2 separate regions of the Zea mays genome follow, and region 1 is linked to region 2. A link is a contact called in public Hi-C data. All regions are on one chromosome and are shown on one strand. The core of a region is the stretch at or near the end of the contact, and the rest is flanking DNA. Distances in the headings are between cores, read along the strand shown. Region 1 holds the start of LOC103645348 (putative ripening-related protein 6). Region 2 holds the start of LOC100282479 (Ubiquitin-40S ribosomal protein S27a-like).

What was found. Hi-C and Micro-C count contacts between places; a contact is called where the count stands out from the background.
Region 1: a Hi-C map of tassel shows a contact between it and region 2, with 2.4 times the contacts expected there. The contact joins the promoter of LOC103645348 here to the promoter of LOC100282479 in region 2. A contact is called at or near these places in 2 of 25 Hi-C or Micro-C datasets (bundle sheath and tassel).

What each region holds. Positions count from the first base shown.
Region 1 is chr1:234,412,622-234,417,590 of Zm-B73-REFERENCE-NAM-5.0, forward strand. It overlaps LOC103645348 (putative ripening-related protein 6), which reads left to right and starts at 1,500. Exons shown (of 1, transcript XM_008668417.2): 1 at 1,500-2,339. The coding sequence starts at 1,851. The coding sequence ends at 2,285.
Region 2 is chr1:234,069,433-234,074,428 of Zm-B73-REFERENCE-NAM-5.0, forward strand. LOC100282479 (Ubiquitin-40S ribosomal protein S27a-like) reads right to left here and starts at 2,341. Exons shown (of 1, transcript NM_001155388.1): 1 at 1,595-2,341. The coding sequence starts at 2,239. The coding sequence ends at 1,769. It overlaps LOC100273973, which reads left to right. Exons shown (of 15, transcript NM_001360507.1): 14 at 1-292; 15 at 395-895. The coding sequence ends at 646.

The DNA of each region.
Region 1 (4,969 bases), core at 250-2,749, 340 kb after region 2:
TGCGACGAAGAACAACTGGGTTATGCTGCCGAAATCTCGTTCGGACCATCGGACACGTGCACGAATCACATGCGGCCACACCCATTCTCCGGTTGTCCAAATACGTGGACAATCCCGGAACCACACACATCACAAGTAATCCTGTGTTTGGACCAAATGAAACTATACAATCTATGCATCCATAGATTGTCCAGGTGCATTAGGCCCAAACATAGGAATAAATGTGATGTGCGTGCTTCCGGAACGGGTAACGCCTAGGGTTAACTACTGGTCTGCGCACTTAACCCTAAAACTCTATGAAAATAATGGTAAAAATAAAGTAAAGTGCATAAACAAATAAACAGTGTATCGTTATGAATTAAAACATTTCAATTATCATCAACTTAAGTAAAACATGTAGCAACAATAAAAACAAAGTAGTACCATTCATACATTTCAATTATCATCAACTTAAGTAAAACATGTAGCAACAATATCATACTAATCACATGCAACCAATCGCCTCATCCCTAATCATACTAATCAAACTACCACAACGTAGTTAACTCCCGTCGGCTTAATCAATGCAACCAACCAACCGACGGGAATAAGCATATTTTCGATATAAATATACCGCGTGCGCCCATATACTTATTTTGCACTCACAAACTCAACGACAGCGGTGTGGGGTACGAGATGAAGCCGGGGTGGCCGGGGAAGGGGCGCCGCGCCGAGCCGGGCAGTGGCCGCGCGAGGGCCGGACGGGGACGGGCAAGCGGCGCCGGTGGACGGGGTCGGTGCGGGGCAGGCCGGGGGGCCGGGGAGGGCGCGGCGCCGGTGGCCGGGGTCGGCGCGGGGCAGGCCAGGGGCCGGCGAGGGCGCGGCGCCGGCCGGTGGCCGGGCAGGCGGCGGGCGGCGGGGGCGCCTGCACAGGGGCCGCGCGCTGGGGACGGGCGGGCGGGGGCAGGCGGCGTCGGCAAGCCGCGGCGGGGGACGGGACGGGCGAGGCGGGGGCAGGCGGCGGCGGTCGGCGGCGCGGCGCAGGCGTGGGCGCAGGCGCGCGAACGGGAGCGACGAAAGGGAGGAGAGGGGCGAGCGGGCCGGCGCATATAGCCTGGCCCGCCCTAAACCCCGTCGCCCAATGTACGAGCCGACGAGAGTTATTTAACTCCCGTCGGCTTTGTTATGGCCGACGGTAGTTAATTAACTCCCGTCGGCAACCCTAAAAACCGACAGGAATTATTTTGGCCGACGGGAGTATTCAGTTTTGCTGTTGTGTGATCAGCATTCTTTTAGGTGTTTTGCATACATCTCTTTGGAATTTTCAGAATAATTAACCCTAGCTAGACTTAATATATCTGCATATTTACATTGTTTTTTATACCGCATATATAAGAGTTTGTACACAATATTTACCTTGGCTAGCAGTAGACGGAAGACTGACCAAGTCTAATCATCATCACTTGTGACGACAAGGGAACCAAACTTTCGAACTCGTATCCTTTTCTGCATGGGTTTTGGACGTGAAGTATCTGATTGCGTTGGTTGATCAGCCAGTGAAACATCCGGAACTTTCCAGCATCAACTTCCAAACACAGCGGCTTGCTCATAAGCTGTTCTTCCGTAGGACTTACCGAGAGGATATGGCATCATCGCAGTGAGCTGACAGCCGCCTCACACTTACACCATCACATACAGATAGCTAGCATTATATTGGTTCCTGATACAACGCACTCGTCTCAGATAGGGCCATTAACCTCCTATCGAACACAACGATCCGAGAAGTGAGAGCACGAGTACATATACACACTAAGATAGAGCCAGTGTATCCCGAGCACCTGCACCCCTGTCGAGCCAAGGAATAAACAGCAATGGCGAAGACCAAGATTGCCGTAGCCATTGCCATCCTAGCTCTGTTTCCGCTCTCTTGCGCCGCAGCCCGGCAGCACGGCAAGCCAGCGCACGGCGACCACGACGGCGACGGCACCCCTGCTGTGATGACGGTGAACGGTTTCAATCGAGGCGAGGACGGCGGCGGTGCAGCATCTTGTGATGGCCGTTTCCACAGCGACGACGACCTGATCGTGGCGCTGTCCTCGCGGTGGTACGCGGGAGGGAAGAGGTGTGGCGAGGCTATCCGCATCACAGCGAACAGCGGGCGCACCGTGAGGGCACGGGTCGTGGACGAGTGCGACTCCCAGGGAGGATGCCGCAACAACATCGTGGATTCCTCCCGCGCTGTTTGGAAGGCGCTCGGGCTCCATACGGACGCCGGCGAGGTCCACGTCACATGGTCAGACGCCTGAACACGTCACGTGCTCTGAGTTGGATGGCCACACGGCGACAGGGAAATTGGAAACCACGGCGTGCGGTTGTGCTTGTGCATACTCTTCCACGACAGTGGAGATGTCGATCGAATAAAACCACTCTTTTGAGGAAAATTGTTGCTTGGTGTATGTGTTTTATTTCCTTGTAAAATCACATTTATTTCAGGTGTCGTTTAATTTGGTTTACAAAATGTAACGTAAATAACGACATTAACGATTCACACTCGATTACCAGTATTAACAAGTTTAAATAGGATTGTATCAGTCTTTAGTGTGGTACCTTATTACTGTTAGATTTAAACAAACATAGTTTAGTGTTATCAATTGTCATTCACGTTACAAATATGTGAACCAAACAACACCTCAGTTATAAATATATGCATACTCACGTCTTTAGGAGTTTGATTTTAACATGTTAGACATCGTGGCATGACAAATGAAAACCCACATAAATAAGTCTAGATAGACGACAATGAACTCCATTTTTATACACAACTTAACTGTATGCACGACACAACCATGTTTAGGTATTACATCATTAGATCCTGTCGCGCCCCATAGAAGCTAATTTTGGGTTCCGATACGTGGGAACTAAATAGCTGGGAGCGGCTTGGGCAAAACAACAAAACAAACGGGGAGTGACTCTCAATGCGTCTTACCAAACATGTCATGTCTTCATACGGGCGGGGTATTTATAGAGTAACTAGGAGGTAGTGCCCTAAATTACATGCTGAAAGATAAAAGCTATATGCCATTTCTAACTTAGTTTTAGTGATTAATGATCAACACAGCCTCGAGGGCTAACTGGTTTGCTAAGCACACACTTGCAGGTTCATTTAAGTCAAATTGAGGTTTGAAATACAATGCTCAACTCAAACGAGGCTAGAAACGGGCAAAACTTGGAAAAGGTGAGCTGTGATCGATTTCACAAGTTTGAATAAGTTCTAATTTCCCTTAGAAACATTTTTAGCACTTTGGATAGGTTATAGATGTAATATATTACAAAAGTGATTTTTTGTGTCTCTTTTGAGTTGAAGCATGAAACTTGAGTTAGAGATGAGCTAAATGTATGAACCTATGACTTAGACTAAGTGGACATACTCTAATAAAGTTTGTCTAGGTAATAGAATAGCTCTCAAGATCAGCCAAATCAAATTGAAGAAGTTTCGGCTAAGAAGGACTTCACATATGTTGCCTACGGCTCACCGAACCAATGCGATGGTGTGACAGTCCATTATACTAGAGAGCCCTGCAGAAGAGTCTCAGTGGCTTGAGGCACTAGACGAGTCTGGTGGTGCGTCGGACAACTTTCCAAGAGAAGGTTGAGGAAGAAACTGAAAGCCTCTAGCACACCAGCCCAATCTGTTGGTGCATAAGACATCGACTATTCAACAGGTAGTTTGGGTTCCAACGATCGACTCCAATAGCTACCTAGCATGTGGCGGTCCTGTGGCGGCCGGTTTTGGAGGACGCCAATTAGAATCCCGGAGGGCCATCTACTATTTCCGGTTCGGCGATGCACCAACCTAGAGGAGAATTGTGTAGGATTTCAGTAACGTCTAGTTGAGGGTTTTGGGTTATAAATAGCCCCCTAACCAACCTCTTATCTTCACTAAGTTAATCAAGAGCTAGCATAGCATTCCTACTAAAAAGTAAATGTGCTAGATAGCATTTCTACTTGTTTTGGTGATTAGGTGTACAACACAGCACATTGGACTAACTACTTTGATATGAGTATGAGCACAGGTCCACTTGGATGCAAATTGATGAACGAGGCTAAAAGTGCAACTTGTGGTAAAACAATAAGAGCATGAGGTTTGAATGTTTGTATAAGTTGCATATGCCTAATACAATGTTTCTAGCACTTGCTTTTGACCTCTAACTCTTTGTGTAGCAAAAAGGGCATTTTGGACTTGTTTTTGGACATATTGCAAATTCAAAGGAAACTACGGCAAAGAGGTGAGTTTTCACACTTCGTCAATTGGATTATGTGTTATCTATGTTTGTCTAAGTCGTAGGGAATCTCCCAAGAATAGCTGAAAAAGATTGGAGAACTTAGGCTCAACAGAGCCTAAGTTGTGCAGGTCTGGGCCTCACCGGACCGGTCCGGTGGTGCAACTAACCAGGTCTGTAAAGGCCAAGATCTGGGCCCTGATCGGCCTGATGCACCGGACCACTCGTATGGATGAACAATGAAGTCTTGGGGATCTGATTTTATAATTCACCGGACCATCACTGTTCATGGTTCAGTGTAGCACCGAACCGCCTCCAACGACTACTCTCCAACGGGGCGCGCTGGCCAACGACTAGCTGATGTGGCACCCGGTCCAGTGGTGCAACTGACTGGTCTAGTGCCCATCAGATCAGGCAGGCATCCAATTAGATCTCGGACTAAGGCATGTGGACCCGGTCCGTTGGTGCATCGGACCGGTCCGGCACGCCCGCAGATAGTCAGCTTTTGGCATGTTTTTGCAAGGAAGGAGCAACACTATGGGCTCATTTAGGGCTATAAAAGGACCCTCATGGTGACCTCCTTAGGCACCCAAGTACTCCAAGAGCTACTCAACTCCCCGACACTCTGTCGCAAAGTGATATTGTGATTCTACCGAGATTTAAGCGCTGTTTCGAAGCTGTTATTGTCATTCTTGTTGTTGCACTTTTGT
Region 2 (4,996 bases), core at 1,091-3,590:
GGGTCAGATCGGTATACAGCAGGTCCGAGGATTGAAGGAAGCAAACTTCCAACTAGATAGCTTGATTGCGGAGCCGCAGCGAGAAAGCATTTATAGGAAAACTGTTGAAGAGCTCTTTTCTTCAGGTACAGGGGATTTCGATGAAGAGGAAATGTATGTGAAGATTCCAGCTGATCTCATAATAAGTTCTGAGAAGGCCAAGTCAATTGTACAGGATATTGCAAAGGTTAGGTTGGAGAACTCCCTTGTCCAGGCTATTGCGTTGCTTCGGCAGAAGAAGAGAGATGATGTGGTATGACATTAAATCCCTTTTTATTTGTTCCTTGAAAATTCAGTTGTCCGGAAAGTTAATGTAATGGCAGTATGTGTGCTAACTATAAAATTCCCATTGCAGCTTTCATCTCTGAATGACATGCTCGCATGTGATGCTGCGGTCCCTGCATCACGACCCTTGTCATGGCCCACACCAGGAGAGCTAGATGATCTATTTGCCATCTACCTGAAGAGCATTCCTAAGCCTGAGAAGCTATCAAGGTTGCAGTACCTGCTCGGCATTAGCAACGAGAAGGCTAACGAGATGCAGTACGCAGCCTCGGAGGGATCGCTGCCGGTTGCAGCTGAAGAGAAAGAGGAGTTGGCGTTCTAGGAAGGGAGACAGTTTTGTTAGGGTAGCCACCGGAGTTGAGGTCCCTTGCCAAGGAACGAACGAACTTGGTGCCTGTGGCGGACAGCTGCTATTGTAGCTAGGCGCATACATGTTTTTGGAAAAGGAAATCGACGTGTAACACTGACATATTTATTGCATGTCTATCTGTATAGACAAGTCAATAACACCGACGCTGTTAGGCTGTTGCATTCCACCAGGCCACACTGGAAGCGTTTTGTTTTCTGGTTCATTGTTTCTCTTTTGGTTTAAGAATGTATTACAGCTATGACTGCCACCCTTGCTTATAACCTGGATTTGTTGTTAACCTACCTGGAGTGCTTAAGGGCCCGTTCGGTTCTACCCGGATTGTTTGTGTAACTTATAAGTTTTGATCGCTGGAACGTTCCGGGATGGAATCCGGAAGAAACGAACACGGCTAAGGGGCAGTTTGGAGCCTTCTGTTGCTTACCATCAGCAACCTCTTTGCAAAATGTGAAATCTCTCTGTTTTACTCCTCCATGTCTTAGCCTATAAATCAGATAGATATGTCTACAAATCAGATAAGATGTCTTGCTTGTATGCATCAGTTGGTCTCTACAATCCAGATTTGAATCCAGATTTGCGAGACATTAAAGTCGATGATAATATATATGTTGTTTGTTTAGGTTTGCGAGACATTAAAGTCGATGATAACATATATGTTGCTTGTTTAGGTTTGCGAGACATTATAGTCGATGATAACATATATGTTGTTTGTTTTTATAGAATTGTTGTATCGAATATTTATGTGTCGTGGTGTCGTTACTAATTTACATAGACGGCTACAGTTACAATCAAACGGAGATGAATCAATAGGGGTAAGTAATCGCATGGCGAACAATAACACGCCTTAATCTAGTCTAAAGTTGCAGATACCTGTTTTAAGAAAAAAAACAAATAGCCACGCCCTATAACATATTCACTCAATTAATTTATTTTTAACTAAAACACGATAAATAAAAAAGAACGAAAAAAGTATAAGATAATCTATGTATCTAGACATAAGTGCATATCTAGAAAGGTAAAAACGCTTTGTCATTGCAAATGGGGGGAGTACGAAGCGACCTAGCTATCTGCCGCGCTCTAGTTCTGGATGACGAAGGTGAGGCCGCAGCTGCCGCAGACGTGCCGGTCGGCGTGCGCCGCCATGAGCACGCCTGGGCCGCACTCCGGGTTAGGGCACTGCATGCGCAGCCTCTCCACCTTCCCCGTGGCCTCATCGATCCTGTACCGCCCAAGCACGGCGTCGAGCCCGGGGTTCTTGTGCTCGTGCGTGCCCTTCTTAGGAGTGGTGAACGTCTTCCTATTGCGCTTCTTGGGGCCGCCTCCGAGGAGGCGGCAGCACAAGGACAGCATCGTCTCCTTGGGGATGTTGTAGTCAGCCAGCGTGCAGCCGTCGCGCAGCTGCTTCCCCGCGAAGATGAGGCGCTGCTCGGCCGGCGGGACGCCCTCCGACTCGTACACCTTGGCCTTCACGTCCGCCACCGTGTCCGAAGGCTCAACCTCCAGCGTGATCGTCCTTGTCGACGACAGCGTCTTCACGAAGATCTGCATCTTGGCCACGATCCCTGCCTTCTTTCCGCTTTCCGCGGCAGCCAGAGTCTATCGAGATCCCGGCGTGCGGCGGCGGGTTGTGCGTGTGAACTCTATTTTGATCTGTAGCCAACAGCCGTGCGGTGGATTTATAGAGGCCGGACTCTCTCTCCTGTGCGGGTATGCGACGTCCGATCAGAAAAGAACGGTCGTGATTGAGACTGGGAGATACCGACTCCAGACCCAGGAGGCCAGGACGGCGCACGAGTATGATGACACGGGCGCCGAGGTCAATCAAGATAGGCTAAGGCTATTTTCAACATAATTCTTCTGTCACCCTTTATTTTAAACTTTATTTTATAAACAATATAATTTATATTATAAAATAGTACTTTACACGATCATTTACACTGTCCTACTGAAGATAGTATAAGACTCTGCAACCATTTTTTCTAAATTTTCTCTTTATATAACACTATCTTACCACAACAACAATATTCTCTATATTACTATATCCTACAAATATATAATACAATTTTTATTTTAACTATCATAACTATCATCTCTCAATCCTTCTCGCCTTTTCTTTTCATTCAACCGCAAGAACTACTTTTTGCTCCAAGTAATGGAAAATTTTAAATTTTAATTATTTTCAAGGTCAAATAAATAATATTATTAACAAAAATACAACACTGTATAGAGCCTTGTTGTTTCCATAATACTCTATATAGTATTATAGAAAATTTGAACCATACAAACTTGTTGTTTCCATAGGAAATTTGAGGCTCTATAGGAAATTTGTTCTGGAAATTTCTATGCTCCAATATATGACTTTCTATAGTACTATATAGAGCCTCAAATTTCCAGATTCAAGGACGTAGAAAATCATGTGAATAAACATGCGGCTAAACATTTTAATGTTTATATGGTTCCAGAACACCAAGTTTGTACACTGAAATTAAACAATAACCATATAGCATTTTCATAGCACAAATAGAAACAACCACTACACAATTCGTACAAGCGAAGAGAATCAACGCCATATTCTGAAACAACATCATCAGGTTCGATGCCATTCCCTTGACTTTTACTCATCTGGTAGGCACGATCATTCAGTCAACTGTTTGGATCATCCTTCAGAACATAATGATCTTCAACTTTTGTAACATTGCAAAGAAAAAGTAGAAAAGAATCAAACTACAAACTTTTATTGCACGAATTGGTACTGAACACAAGTGCCAGACGTAGACCTTGTCTGCAACTACTTTTTCTTGGTATTTTAGCTGAGGCTGCAGAAACCCATCTTACCTTCATTGTCTCTATACGCAGTATACTCAAATATATTACAACATTCATTAGCAACAATAAAATCATTCATGAACATTTACAAATCTGGTAGAAACTTGTGGCTTCTACTTCTCCTAGTATCAATCCTCGATTTATCAGGCACTTGAAGGCCTCTTTAGTGGAGACCACACCCATGTCAAGAACCTATAAAACATCACTTAGTTAGAATTAAGGCTAGACAACAGTGTATGATACAACAAGGGAGAACACCACTGAAATACAGATATTAACCATCCCCATATTTTCTAAGAGCAACGAATTTTGGCTAACAGGACCTGAATTTGAGATGTATATTGTATAGCTTTAAAAATAGCCAATTTAGGAGTTCATGATATTAACCAAAACTTCAAGCACCAAAAATACTACTCATCATAAACCAGCAAAATTAATAGTACAAAAACTCAACCACGTAGCATAGCCCTTATTAGAGTTGACACATGAAACAAGGATGCTAAAAGTTCCCTATGTCTGGGAACCGGATCTAGATGTCGTCTAAAGGTGGGTGAATAGGCGAATAAAAAATATCACCAAAATCTTGGAACTCTTATGCTACTCGAAAACTGATCGCAGCGGAAGGAAGACCACATCGAGTAGGTCACCGCGGAATCGAGGTCCCTGTCTCGAAGTAACCTGCACTTCAAGAACAATTTATACCACAGATAAGTAGTGAAGCGTAAATAGTAAAGCAATCAAAGTAGAGAGACAGAGAATAACACAACACAGAGCACACATTAGATACAAGGATTTATCTCGTGGTTCGACCAAGCCTAAAATGCTTGCCTACATCCACGTTGGAGTTAGCCAAATCTTGCCTTGGAGTATGTCACTCCATCCTTCGGTTACTCAGATATGTCAAGGTGACAGACAAAGCCTTCTACTATGTCAATGTCGAGTTACACAGAGACGAGGCTGTCACAGACGTCGGCAACTCTCCGATTGAGTAACAGTATGCTCAAGATCTTGCTCTAACTGCAGTAGCACTACTCTACTCTTTCTTAGCTTATAACTGCGCCAACACACAAGCTAGAGAGAAATACACAAGAGATGGAGACATAATTGATTTGCAATATGTCTACACTTGTATGTTGCACTTGGGTGGCTTGGACATCTCAATATGGGTGCCTAAGGGGTCTTTTTATAGCTCCAAATGAGCCATAGCTGTTGCCCCTTGCCCCCTTCCTTGTAGAAAATCCTGAAAACTGCACTGTTCGCGGGGGTATCGGACCTGGTCCACGTGCCCCTAGTCCGGGATCTGATCTGATGGGCACCGGACCATTCCGGTGACGTCAACTAGACGTTGGTTCCAGCGCCCGTTGAAGAGAGCCGTTAGAAGCGGTGCAATGTACCACCAGACCAACATTATTCATGGTCCGGTGCACCTAGCCGCTAGTTGGGCCCACTACACAGTCGGTCCGATGAGCCACCAGATTA